Linked DNA regions of Callithrix jacchus: region 1 is linked to region 2. The links are chromatin contacts, called in public Hi-C maps. All regions are on one chromosome and are shown on one strand. Each heading gives the region's core, a stretch centred on a gene start, on an enhancer-like site or on the middle of the called end of the contact. The rest is flanking DNA. Distances are from core to core; before and after follow the strand shown. Region 1 overlaps BCL2L14 (BCL2 like 14). Region 2 overlaps MANSC1 (MANSC domain containing 1).

Region 1 (6,639 bases), core at 1,140-3,639, 240 kb before region 2:
CATGGCGTTGGGAAATTCTTGCCCTTAAAATTACACCCCCTCGTGGACCCCAAAAGAGAACACATTCCCTCATAATCCCAGCTACTCTGGAGGCTTAGGCAGGATGATTGCTTGAACCCGGGAGGTAGAGGTTGCAGTGAGCCGACATCATGCCATTGCACTCTAGCCTGGGTAAGAAGAGTGAGACTCCATCTAAAAAAAAAAAAGTTTATTGAGTTTTTGCTACTGTCTCGCCTAACTTGTAAAGAGTAAATGGCCCTGCATAGATGGGCACCGTGTGGACTTTGTTGTTACAGGCCCAACATGTGTAGCACCAGTGCGTGTGACCTGGAAGAGATCCCCCTAGAAGATGATGACCTAAACACCATAGAATTCGAAATCCTCGCCTACTACGCCAGACACCATGTCTTCAAGAGCACCCCTGCTCTCTCCTCGCCAAAGCTGCTGCGAACAAGAAGTTTGTCCCAGAGGACCCTGGGGAGTTGGTCAGCAAATGAGTCAGGGACACAGGTGTCATGGCCTTGCAGAAATTCCCAATCCAGTGAGAAGCCCATAAACCTTGCCAAGAAGAAGTCTTCTTGGAAAGCACTCTTTGGAGTAGCCGAGAAGGCAGATTTGCAGATCCCACCTGCCAAAGTCTCTGCTCAAGGTCGAACAACATTGGAAAGCCAAGGTTCGCACAGCCAGCAATGGTCCAGGTCTGCTTATCATGAGGGACTGTGCTCGGAGCATGAAGGTAGGCATCTGGGATTTCTCTCCCACATCCTTGTTTTCCCTTCTTTGTGTGCAGAGTGTTACATCTCATCTTGTAAAATGGCTTTAGAGAACGCATGCATTGTGCCTCAGTGTTCCAACTTACTAATATTCAATCATAATTGCCCTGCTTTTCTCAAGACTGAAAGAGGATGATGGAAATGAAGCGTGCTAGGACTGGTTTTCTTTCTCCACCATCTATAAATAAATTTGTTGCCCAAATTCCTAGTTCTCGGTGCCACACACCAATATAAAAGAAGGAGCACTAACCAGGGGCTTGGGCTGCCACTCTTCCTCAGTCAACTCATTAGCTTAGGGCCTCTGTGTTTCCATCTGTAGACTGGGTATCCCACCCTCTCTACCTTGTATGGTTGATGGGAAGATCAGAGAGCAAGAGTAAAAGGACTCTTCAAAGGACAGACCATCCTACAAAAACAACTGAGGAGTATTTTGACAAAATTTTCCCTCAGTGGGACAAAATTAATTGTATTGAATAAAACATTTTCACCAGGTACTGAGGCTCACACCTGTAATCCTAGCACTGTGGGAGGATAAGGTGGGTGGGTTGCTTGAGCTCAGAAGTTCAAGACCAGCCTTAACAACATGGCAAAACCCTGTCTCTACCAAAAATACAAAAAATTAGCCAGACATGGTAGTGCACGCCTGTGTTCCCAGCTACTCAGAAGGCTGAGGTGGGAGGATGGCTTGAGCCTGGGAGGTAGAGGTTGCAGTGAGCCAAGATGGTGCCACTGCACTCCAGCTTGGGTGACACACTGAGCGCCTGTCATATCTATAACCTCAGCACTGTAGGAAACCAAGGCAGGAGGATTGTTTGACGCCAAGAGTTTGAGATCAGCCTGGCATCATAGCGAGACCCTGTATCCATACAAAAAAAATTAAAATTAAAAAATTAACCAGACATGGTTGTACATACCTGTTGTCCCAGCTACTGCAGAGGCTGAGGTGGAAAAATCACTTGAGCTCAGGAGATCAAGGCTGCAGTGAGCCGAGATCACGTCACTGCACCCCAGCTCTGGGCAACATAATGAGACTCTGTCTCTGAAAAAAAGAAAAAAAGAAGACAGTCGCCCTTCATGCACACACCTTGGCATAAGCATCTTCTTCCCTTCAACAAAGCCCAGTGCCTGAAGCCCAGATTTTAAAAGAAAGGCCCCCTTCTGCTGGGTTTGAGTGGTCTGGGTAACTTGTCAATAATTAGTCAAGAGGTGGCAGTAATGACTCAGTTTTTAAACGTGACAGTCCTGGCTTGCTTGGAGAATCAGCCCACTCATAGACAGCTTTAGATCATTCACTATCATCAAGGGAACTCCCGTTTCCCATTCGAGTTTCAGATGTTTAGAACAGTGGGAGCATGGTCAGGATCATCTGGGGGAGTCTTGTGGCACAGACAGGATGAGGAAATGGGAGTCCCACGAAAAGGGCTCACCAAGAAAACAGCCAGGAAGTAGCAGAGCCTTGACTCACCTCAAGTCCAGGCCGCTCCCTGGACTTGTTTAACTTTTACAGCAAGGCATCTGCTCTCTGAACTCTGCCCAGCTAAGGCAGGTGATTCTAGAGCAAGAGGGAGCAGCCCCCTGTGGTCCTCCCCTCCACACCCACCTCCCCACTGCTCAGCCACTTCTGCCCAGCCATGGCTTCTTCTGCTGGGGGTGGCATCTGGGCTCTGGGGCAAAGAACAGTTTAGAGGCACCCAGATAGGCTTTTCCACTTGGTTTGTACTGCGGACTTGGCGGGCAGACAGAAAGTGAGTCTTTACGACTCCAGTCCTCTGGTGCTTCCCGAGATAAACTGCATTCTGTATCTCAATATTCACTGCCCAGTCCTCTGGTGCTTCCCGAGATAAACTGCATTCTGTATCTCAATATTCACTGCCCAGTCCTCTGGTGCTTCCCGAGATAAACTGCATTCTGTGTCTCAATATTCACTGCAGTGTCATTTGACATTTTTTTATTTTCTAAAATTTCAAGAGAAGCTTTTCTTTTTCGGTTGGGAAAGAAAACTTTTATGTGAGATTGAGAATTAAAGATTAAATTCAAAAATACTTAGATGATGTGTTAATGTACTGAATAGCTGAATAGGACCTATGGCTGAATATATATATATATCTAAAATATTCTTCAAAAAAATGAAAATGATCACCTCTTAAGAAGGCTTTGGTGTAGATGCACAGCTCATCTTTCCTCCTCATCTTCTCCTCACTTTTGCATTTGGTCAGTTAATTATGTGGGTTTTACCTGCGACACCTGTGTTGGTTTTACACTGGGCATGATCCAAGGGAGCCTCACATTCTTCTTCTATTTTGCCACATACAAACCAGGGCTTACAAATTTGGTTTCACCTGGGTTCTTTTAACTGAAGGTCACAACGTAGCCCTATGCAGCCATTGCCAGGCCTCAGATACCAGGCTTAAGTGGGAACTGTGAGAGTGTGTCCCAAGACCAAAGTCTGTTAGGAAGAGGCCTCAGGATGTAGAAATGGACATTAACACTAGTTTTAAAGACCACCTACCCAGGCTTTTTACTTGTAAATCTTTTGTTTCTCCATAGCTACGATTTGCTCACGTGAAATGCTACAGTTAAGGTTAGGTTCAGCCTTAGGTTCAGTGGAACACCCAAACACCCACGGCTTAAATAATAGACGCGTTTGCTTTTCTCTCCCTTAGAAGAGGACAAAAGTTTGGCAGTTCGGGCCTGATATGACAGCTCCACAAGGTCATCGAGAATTCCTGGGAATGGCCAGGCGAGGTGGCTCATGCCTGTAATCCCGGCACTTTGGTAATCCAAGGTGGGCAGGCTGCTTGAGCCAAGGGGTTTGAGACCAGCCTGGGCCACGTGACAAAACCCCATCTCTATGAAAAACACAAAAATTAACCAGGCGTGATGGTACGCGCCTGTAGTCTCAGATACTGGAGAGGGTAGTGGGGAGAATCACTCGAGTCTGGGAGGTGGAGGTTGCATTGAGCCGAGATTGCACCACTGCACTCCAGCCTGAGTGACAGGGGTGAACCAAAAGGACTCCTGGGAAATCTGCCATCCCTCAGCTAGTGGTTTCCACCTCAAAGTCACCTTATATTCTAAAGGTGGCTGCTGGGGCTTCACCCATCATGTCTACATCTCAGGCAGGAATAACAAGGAAGCAAAGGAAGGGCAAATGGTGTCTTCTTTCTAGATAATTCAGCTCCCTTTTATTATTTTTAAATCTTTTTTAAAGATGGGGTCTGTGTTACCCAGACATGCTCATGCCACATGCTCTTCACCCTGGATGAGCTGCACGAGGCGGGAAAGGCAACAGAGGCCTGCTTTCCTTTCTCATCTCCTGAGGACATCGCCAGGGACAGTTTCCTTGGCTTTGGGAGCCAGCCTCTTGCCATCTCTTTCTTTGCCAGGGACTGTGCATGGCTGGAGCTCCAGAGGAGTCTGGTTGGGCTGCAACAAGGGGATTACAAAGTAGAAAGTCTGTTTCGCTTGAGTGTTAAAATGAGGAGGAAAGACATCGATCCTTTTCTTCTTGATCTTTCTTCTGTAATTTGCTCCTTATTGTTTTTTTTAACCCTGTGGACTAAGCATGAAAAAGATGGCTTCATAAGACAGACATCCACCAAAGGATGGCATCATGGACAGAGCAGTATCTTCTGTGGCCTTTCCGTGTATGGCTGGAGGGCTGAAGGGAGGACACTGAAGCCCTCAGCTGCAGAGGAATCCAGGGAGAGGGATCAGGAGCCACCTTGGCAGCTCTGTATGATGTTAAAACCTGTTTCTCCTCCCAGGCCCCCCGTTGCCTCTCTTACCTACTGTGCTGTACAATGCCCAGGAGTGCCCTAGGAGTTTGAGCACACCGAACCTCTGGCCAAAATGCCACTTTGTTACTGTTTTCAAGTCCTGTGAATTACCTAGTGTTATTCTTCAAATGCTATGTGGTAAAACCAAGCTGCTACAGACGGCATCCAAGACAGCTTGTACAAGCTTTTAAAAGTTTAGAGTTTAGGTTGGGTGTGGTGGTGGCTCATGCTTATAATCCTAGCACTTTGGGAGGCTGAAGTGGGAGGACTGCTTGAGCTTAGGAGTTCAAGACCAACCTGGGTAACACAGGGAGATCCCATCTCTAGAAAAAGAATTTTAATAAATTAGCCAGGCATGGTGATGCACACCTGTCATCCCAGCTACTCATGAGGCTGAGGTGGGAGAATCGCTTGAGCCTGAGAGGTCCAAGCTGCAGTGAACTGTGATCACACCACTGCACTCCAGCCTAGGTGACAGAGTAAGGCTCTGTCTGGGGAAAAAAAAAATAAATAAACAAAAGGTTGGAACTTAGTGACAAATCAACAATGAAAATTTTACCACCCAGCGACTCAGACATGCCACCTGCTCACCCCACCGCCCCTTGTCCCCGCTTAGGGGCAAAAGTGACTAGTCTTTTTTTTACAGGCTACAGCATTCATGGGACCAATGCCATTTCACCTTCCTACCTCGAAGTGCTTTATTCTACAATTCTGTATGCAAATCCATAAATGTAACTCTTTTCTCGGGTTGTAAATTCTTGAAGGCCCTGAGTTGTGCTGAACTCATCCTTGTTTACCTATAAGCATTTAACTGAATGCTTTCCCGTAGACATGGAAGGGAGAGAAGACACGGGACTGTACCAGCTAGGGGAGTTAGGTGTTCACTTGATAATGGACTTGATGATGAATCTCAATGGCCTGAGAATAGGGATATTTCTTTCCTCAGTGACCAACCCCCAAATGCTTGTCAAACTATTGAATGTCCTCCTATGCACGAAGGCGCTGGCTCTTAGAGGTATAAAGCATGTCGAGAAAAAGGAATAAAAAGAAAAGTATAATGAGCATTCTCTCAAGTAAAGAGCTAAGCACTGCTTTTTGTGTTTCCTTCCTTGCAAAGGGGAAAGGAGACCCTAATTTTGCAAGACTTCAAAAAGAGTGTGCAGAAGGCCAGTTGTTTCAAGGTGACAATCATTCCTGTGCGCACTCCTCCCACATCCCCCGCCTCTGCCAGGCAACGTTCAGTCCTTTCTGAAGAACGACCCTCCCCCACCACACACACTCCCAGGCACCTTTCTTCTACTCGGGCTGCTCTTTTCATTCCGGGTGACTTTGCATACTAATGAGCCTGACGAAGTTCTGGGAAGGGCCTCTCAGCACCATTTCGTCTTGTTTCAGCTGTGGACCCCAAAGTCATTTCCATTGCCAACCGAGTAGCTGAAATTGTTTATTCGTGGCCACCTCCAGAAGTGACCCAGGCAAGAGGCTTCAAGTCCAAAGACACTTTTGTGGTTGGTCTCATCGCTGAGCGTCAAGGCCTTTCAAGTTCTAAGAAAGGTAAGCTTTCCCTCCCTGGGTGGAGTGTTTGCCAGGCAGGGGCGCGGGAGCTGTATTAATGGATGTGTATTAATCCATCCTGGTGCTATGCAAATTGACAGTCTAGGCTGCCTGGACTGAGGGCTTGATAGCCACATGCTGTGGGCGCTGAGCTCCCCCTTGAGACATCAGCCCAAGGCAAGGGGGCTGCCCCAGTAGGCTGAACCAACGTGCCCCGCTCTCTGCTAAGTCAGAAGGAAAGTCTCTTACAGAGGGAGAGGAGGAAACCAAGCCTGGACTCAGCCTTGTCCATAGCGGGAAATGCAGTGTTAGATCGGATCATGTTCCCAGTGCACCAGGTACAGCTGGAGCGTCCAGCCAGGGATTTTTATTTTAACATTGCTTTAGGGCTTTGTGAAAAAGCAGGGGGTTGCCAGGCACCACCTATGGTGCAAGACATGGAGCAGAACAGAGCGGTGACAAGGCTGGGTCAATTGTCACCCAAACCATAGCAATAGCTGAGACTGCAGATCCCATCAGGCTGGTGGTAACCT
Region 2 (6,507 bases), core at 1,613-4,112:
GCTCCACAGCAAGGTTCTGGGGCTCTTTGTCTTCAGTGTTGTGGCCCTAGCTATGGGCCTAACTTGGGCTCCAGGTCTCTGTCCCTGGAGCTAGGAGCTCAGAGGAGCCTCTGCCCAGCCCCTCAATATGACCATGTCTCGCTCCTCTTAGGGGTAGCAGAGACAGGGCTGCTTACAGGAAGTCTGCACCACTCAGCTCTCCCTGCTACTCCAGCCTCCTCCCTCTGCAAGGCACTCAGGATGGGGGACAGCAGGATCAAGACAACCAGTTGGAGCCCCTGTGTTCCAGAGGGCCTGATGCCAAGGGGTAATGGGCCCAGCACTGCCTCTGGAGCCCAGGCCCCAACACAGCCCCATGGCCTCTGCCAGATGGCTTTGAAGGTGACCCAAGCAGGCCCCTTGTCTGTACACAGTGATTGAGTGGGGGTTGCTGGCAGGTATGGCAGCTGCCTCTGGGCTGAGCACAGCCTGACCCCTCTAGTCCCTATAAATACCGGATCAATGAATGAATAAAACTCTCCCAAGAATCTCCTGATGAAAAAAAATTTAGCTGGGCATGTTGGCACATGCCTGTAGTCACAACTACCTGGGGGGGCTGAGCGAGGAGGATCACTTGAGCTGGTGAGGTGGAGGCTGCAGTATGCTGTGTTTGCACCACTGCACTCCAGCCTGGGTGACAACGCAAGACTCTATCTCAAACAACGACAACAAAAAGCTTTCTAGAACATTTCTGATCTACTGCAAAGCTCTTTTTGGTTACACCATGTATCGTTCCAGTTATAAGAATGGAAAAAGTGGCAACTCTGGAGCTAGGCTATCTGGGCAAATGACCTCCAGCAAGGCCTTTAAACTTCTCCATGCCTCAGTTTCCTCATCTGCAAAATAAGGATTAAAATTCTTCAAAAGGTTGTTGTAGGATTGAAATGAGTTAGTTTATGTAAAAGTGAACCTGGCCTATAGGGTAAGTACTTTCGAAGTGTTTGCTATCAATAAGTAATAAGTCATAGAATACTCTACTAAAAGTGGTACAAATATTAGAGATTTATTATTGCAGAACAAGATGGAAGTTGGTAGTTCCAGGGTTAGTCCTGTCAATTAACCAAGGCTTCCCAGACCAGACTCTTCCTGTTCCCACTGCCACGCTCAGTGGCGGGAGGCCGCCATAGCTCTCACATTGTCAGCATCCCAAGCATGAAATAAGGGGATGTGGGCAAAAAGTGCTTTTCTCCATGTGCAGCCTTCTCTTTACAAGCAGGAAAATCTCTCCTAGAAGCCCCTGGTAGGTTTCCTTTCAGCTAAAACTGGGTCACAGGCTCATCCCTGAACCTGGAACCTCCTACCTGTAACAAATGAGGCAGAGGCAGGACTGGGGCTGGCTGCTGGGTAGGTGACCAGTCCCACCACAGTGTGGGAGCCAAAGACTTCCGAAGGTACCTCACTCAGGCCAGGGGTAACTGAGAAACAGGCTCATAGAGTACTCATCCAGGAGTCCTCAGGTTTTTTAAGAGCAGCTTTTTTTTTCTTGAGATGGGCTCTCCCTCTGTTGGCCAGGCTGGAGTGCAGTGGCATGATCATGAGTCACTGCAGCCTTGACCTCGTGGGTTCAAGTGATCCTCCCACCTCAGTCTCCCAAAGGGCTGGGATTACAGACGTGAGGCATTGTGCCTAAGAGTAGCTTTTTTTTTTTTTAGATGGAGTTTCACTCTGTCACCCAGGCTGGAGTGCAATGGCATGATCTCGGCTCACCACAATGTCTGCCTCCTGGGTTCAAGTGATTCTCCTGCCTCAGCCTCCGGAGTAGCTGGGATTACAAGCATGTGCCACCACGCCCTGCTAATCTTGTATTTTTAGTAGAGACAGGGTTTCTCCATGTTGGTCAGGCTGGTCTTGAACTCCTGACCTCAGGTGGTCCACCTGCCTTGGCCTCCCAAAGTGCTGGGATTACAGGCATGAGCCACCATGCCCAGCCAGTAGTTTTTTTTTTTTTTTTTAAGACAGAGTCTTGCTCTGTCACCAGGCTGGAGTGCAGAGGTGTTATCTTGGCTCACCACAATTCCACCTCCCAGGTTCGAGCAATTCCCCTGCCTCAGCCTCCTGAGTAGCTGGGACTACAGGCACATACCACCAAGAGTAGCTTTTTAACCTAGGTCAGTATCGTGTTGGTAAAATACAGACAGAGGATATGTTTGAGCAGAAGGACCTTCCTCATCTTCTCACCTGTTCTAGGCTGCTACCTTCTGTTTCTACAAACCAAAGGAGGGGGCTCATACTCAATGCGCCTTGTCTGAAAGCCTGACCAGGCTAGTCACTGCAGAATTTCTCTAAGGGATTCCTCTACCCTGACTGCCCTTCCAGCAGCTGCACCCTCTGTCCTAGGGGCAGTAAGTAGAGAGAGCTGTGTGAGAAGAGCACTCTTCCCACTCCGGATGTCCCCCTACATCCTACATCCCCCCCCCGCCCTGCCACTGCCAGTTTGGGCCTGTAGCATCACTCATCCCGACCGCTATCGTGTGGTCTCCCCATCACCACAAAGACTGCGGCAAGGTGGACAGAGAATTCCAAGAGAGCCAGGAAAATGCCCTTATAAACCACCACAGAAAGCCTTATTTCTACTCTCTAAATCCGTTAATAAAGAGAGGAGACATTTTAAAATTCCAAGGCACTTGGTTACTAATCTGATTCTGGCCTACATGGGGATATTCAATAAATACTTGTTAAATTAAATTGACTCAAGGTTTTATTTATTCAACCTGCTTAAAGCTTATGTAAACCCCTTGGAGATTTGTGTCAAGCTGTTAAGTTGGAAAATATAAGAAAAGTATTTTCAATAGACCAGCTTTCCTCTTAATGTACTTTACGAGCTTAGTGTAAACCAGGGGAAAGGGGGAGGGGTACCAGGAGAGCAGAGGGGACGGAGGTGAAGAGGAAGGAGAAGAAAAAAACGCTTTTCCTCTCATTTCCTGCGTTTCTCTTAATTGCTGTGCTTATTAACCAGCTACTGCCCTCTAGTGCTCACTGTGTTAAGTTCACATTTGAATTTTATTTTTATCTTTAAAAGCTCTGGTGACAGGCAGGGCGTGATGTCTCATGCCTGTAATCCCAGCACTCTGGGAGTCCAAGGTGAGCGATCACAAGGTCAGGAGATCCAGACCATCCTGGCCAACGTGGTGAAACCCTGTCTCTACAAAAAAACAATACAAAAAAATAGCTGGGCATGGTGGCAGGTGCTACTCGGTAGGCCGAGGCAGGCAAATTGCTTGAACGAGGGAGTCAGAGGTTGCAGTGAGCCAAGATCGCACCACTGCAGTCCAGCCAGGCAACAGAACAAGAATCTGTCAAAAAAAAACGAGAACGAACAAAAACCTCTGGTGACACTTGTAAGGGACAAAATGTCCTGTTTTGCAGATAAGCAAATTGAAGTCCAGATAAAACAGGTGTCAGACTGACCCAGAGACTTCCAGACGCTTTGTCACCTCATCTATAACTAATCTGGAAGACTTTATTAAAAGTCTTTCTCAGAAATTTTAATTGCTAACCAGTAAAAATTGTAGCATAATCTTAGTGCTATTTATTATTTCCAGTGTTGTTCTAAATTAAGATCAGGCTGACTGCTGGTCAGTTTAGGTAAGGGTATAAAATAATATTGGTATATGTTTAACTTAGCACAAGTTTAGAAAATGTCTATAATACTTTTTAAAAAACGTTAACTAGAACAGACCCGAAGTGGATTTGGCCATTTATCAGAACTGACTTGTCATTGTCTCCACGTAGGCTTACATTCTGCTAGAATTCTCCCAAATGAAGCTCTTTGCTCACAAATGGGAAAAAGGGGCTTTGTCATTTTAACTTGGAACATATTTTCATCACATAATCATTTTGCTAGTGGAAATAAATGGAAAGTTATCCAGCTGAACACGCTACTTACAAGAACATTACTGGGTAACAAAAGATTTGTTCAAATATTTCATTGGAAGGAACTCCATCTGGAATAAGTTTTATTGGAATTCATATAAAAAGAAAAGCAAATCCATTAGAAATTGATATAAACAGTTGATTTTATCTGGAACCAAGAATATTAATGAATTGGAACCTAGATGTCCTAAGCTGCTTCTTTGCATAAAAGCCAGTCGAATTTTGACATTTCTATGGCAATTATACTTTATTAGTTTAGGTAGCGCTTTGTTTTCAGCTGGTATTTTAGAGACAGATTACCCAAATTACCTAATTTGGTTCCCACTTCACTCCTCCTCAAAAACCAAACAGAAAGAAAGCAGCAGGGGGCATTTTCCTGTCTTCGAAATACAACCTCCTGCTAAGACCAGCAAGTCAGCAGGAACTGACTGCACTTGGGCTTCTAGTTACTAAATGAATTGAGACACTCAGTTCCATCCTTAGATGTCCACATAGATCCCATTGATCAAATAATCAAGTCTTGAGTAACGTTTCCTGCGGAGCGATTCCGAGAGGATTCTACCCAAGAGGACGAGGCCTATCACCAGGAACAGGACACCAAAGAGCAGGGACCCAATGAGAAGCCATTTTTCAAATGGAATGCCATACTGATTTTCAGGAACGCTGCCCTGGGAGGAACTGCCTGCGCTGGCGTCCCGACCTTCCCAGGAAGCAGTTTCATTCGTAGTGGAAGACTCCGCATTTGACGTAGAAAATGCGGTAGGATTATACACATTCCCCATGTTCAAAGTCAGGTTGGAGGTTTCTGTAAATGGTATCGTTCCTAGGCTGCCTTTCGAGTCTGTAGGTACCTGAAAGGTAGTAGTCAGGACTGCTGTTGTAGCCATCGCCTGGAGTGTAGCCACAGCCCGTGTAAAAACTGTAGAAATGAGGGTCGTGGGAGGCTGAGAAGTGACAGTGGTTACAGGTGGAGCTGTGGTGGCCAGCTGTGGCTGGGAAGTCCCAGAAGGTGCCGCTGAAGCATTGGTGGGTAGAAGGACGGCGGGCTTTGGAGTGGCCGAGGTGGTAGGTGGAGAAGTAACTGCCACTGTAGTTGGGAATGCACTCACATTTCCAGGCAGCAGATGAGCTTTTTCTTCCCTGGAGGAAAACTGTGAACTCTGAGAATGGCCTTTTTCTTTAGAAACAAGGAGCTGGGCACTTGCTTCGTCAATCTTAAATAATTTCTCCAAGTGATCTGAGGATCCAGACTTCTGAGACAGTGTGTCTTTCCATGAGATATTGGTGGGCTTCGAATAACCTGTGTGATGATGGGCTGGGGGAGTGACCGCTTGTGAAGACTGGCCATGTAAGAGAGAATCTTCCTGTGCTGACTCTCGGCTTGGCATATCAGTTCTGGTCAAAGATTGAAAATCTGAAAATGTTTGGGTAACAAAAGGAAAACTTATATAACTCCATGCTAAGGTAGGTTAAAAAAATACAAACATCGGCTTGCTCAAAAGATCACCAAACTGGCTGGGAATGTTGGCTCACACCTATAATCCCAGCACTTTGAGAGGCTAAGGCAGGAGGATCATTTGAGGCCAGGAGTTTGAGATTAGCCTGGACAATATAGGGAGATCCTGTGTCTTAAAAAAAAAAAAAATCTCCAAACTGTTGATACTTGACATTTCATTGAAATGTGCGCAAAATGGAAAAACACAAATTGCTAAATGAGAATCTGATAACACCGCCTCTCTACCAGATGCTGTGGTTTATTTCTAGTATGATAGGACAGAAGAGAAGAGAAATGTGTGGAGGAGGACCAGGCGAACTAAGGAAAGGGTGGGAGTCGCACAGCAGAGAAGCTGGAGGGGCTCGGCAGGGCAGCAAGAGGCTTAGGAAGATGGAGAGGGTTCTCCATCTTCCTAAGGGGCCAAGGCCAGGGAAGAAAGTGGGCCGGAGGGTGACCTGAGCAGGAGAGGACGGCGGGGAGAATGTGGGGGAAGGTGTGGGCTTCTGCTAACTAAGACAGAGACGACGATTCGGGACCAGGTAATCATAAAGAGATGTTTCAGTGGGAGCATGGGGCAGGCAAGAAACGTATGTGGAAGCCGTGGGAAATGAGACGATAGAGCAGGAGAGGAGGAAGAATCCCTGTGATGTGCCTCTGACAGGGAGGAGGAGGAGGAACCAGGCAGGGTCTGGTCTCGCCTCTGAGCACTGAGGCCACAGCAGCAGCAGCAGGTTGAGGACTCCTTCGAATAACAACAACAAAATGGACATATCGTCCCAGCACTGTGCTCAGAGGACAGAGGCTATCTGGGAGATTTCACTAGGACTCTCAAAAATTAGAATTTTGGAGCCAATATCTTAGGTCATGAGGATGATGGGAACAATATTTGAAATCATGATGACGACGCTGTAGACATATAGAGCAGAAAACCATACAGTCGCGACGCCTGCTGAGGAGAAACCAGCCCCACATCCTGCTCCTGCTCCAGGAAGCTTAGAATTTTTCTCCTGATCACACACCCCATTTATCACAGCTCAAACTGGATAGGCCCGTCCAAGCACTCAAGTGCAAAGAATGACCATGTGAGTTGCTGTGTATTA

The links. Hi-C and Micro-C count contacts between places; a contact is called where the count stands out from the background.
Region 1: a contact with region 2 is called in a Hi-C map of skeletal muscle, with 17 times the contacts expected there. The contact joins two enhancer-like sites. A contact is called at or near these places in 3 of 3 Hi-C or Micro-C datasets (induced pluripotent stem cells and skeletal muscle).

The regions. Positions count from the first base shown.
Region 1 is chr9:11,209,536-11,216,174 of calJac240_pri, reverse strand. It overlaps BCL2L14 (BCL2 like 14), which reads left to right. Exons shown (of 7, transcript XM_035255292.3): 3 at 297-736; 4 at 5,948-6,106. The coding sequence starts at 304. Among named protein-coding and RNA genes, the nearest start is that of BCL2L14, 25 kb to the left of the region's middle. Within about 2 kb of position 2,389, at least 2 of the 16 cell types and tissues checked have an H3K27ac peak or open chromatin away from gene starts, as enhancers often do.
Region 2 is chr9:10,966,961-10,973,467 of calJac240_pri, reverse strand. MANSC1 (MANSC domain containing 1) reads right to left here. Exons shown (of 4, transcript XM_009003310.5): 4 at 3,963-5,326. The coding sequence ends at 4,392. Among named protein-coding and RNA genes, the nearest start is that of MANSC1, 23 kb to the right of the region's middle. Within about 2 kb of position 2,862, at least 4 of the 16 cell types and tissues checked have an H3K27ac peak or open chromatin away from gene starts, as enhancers often do.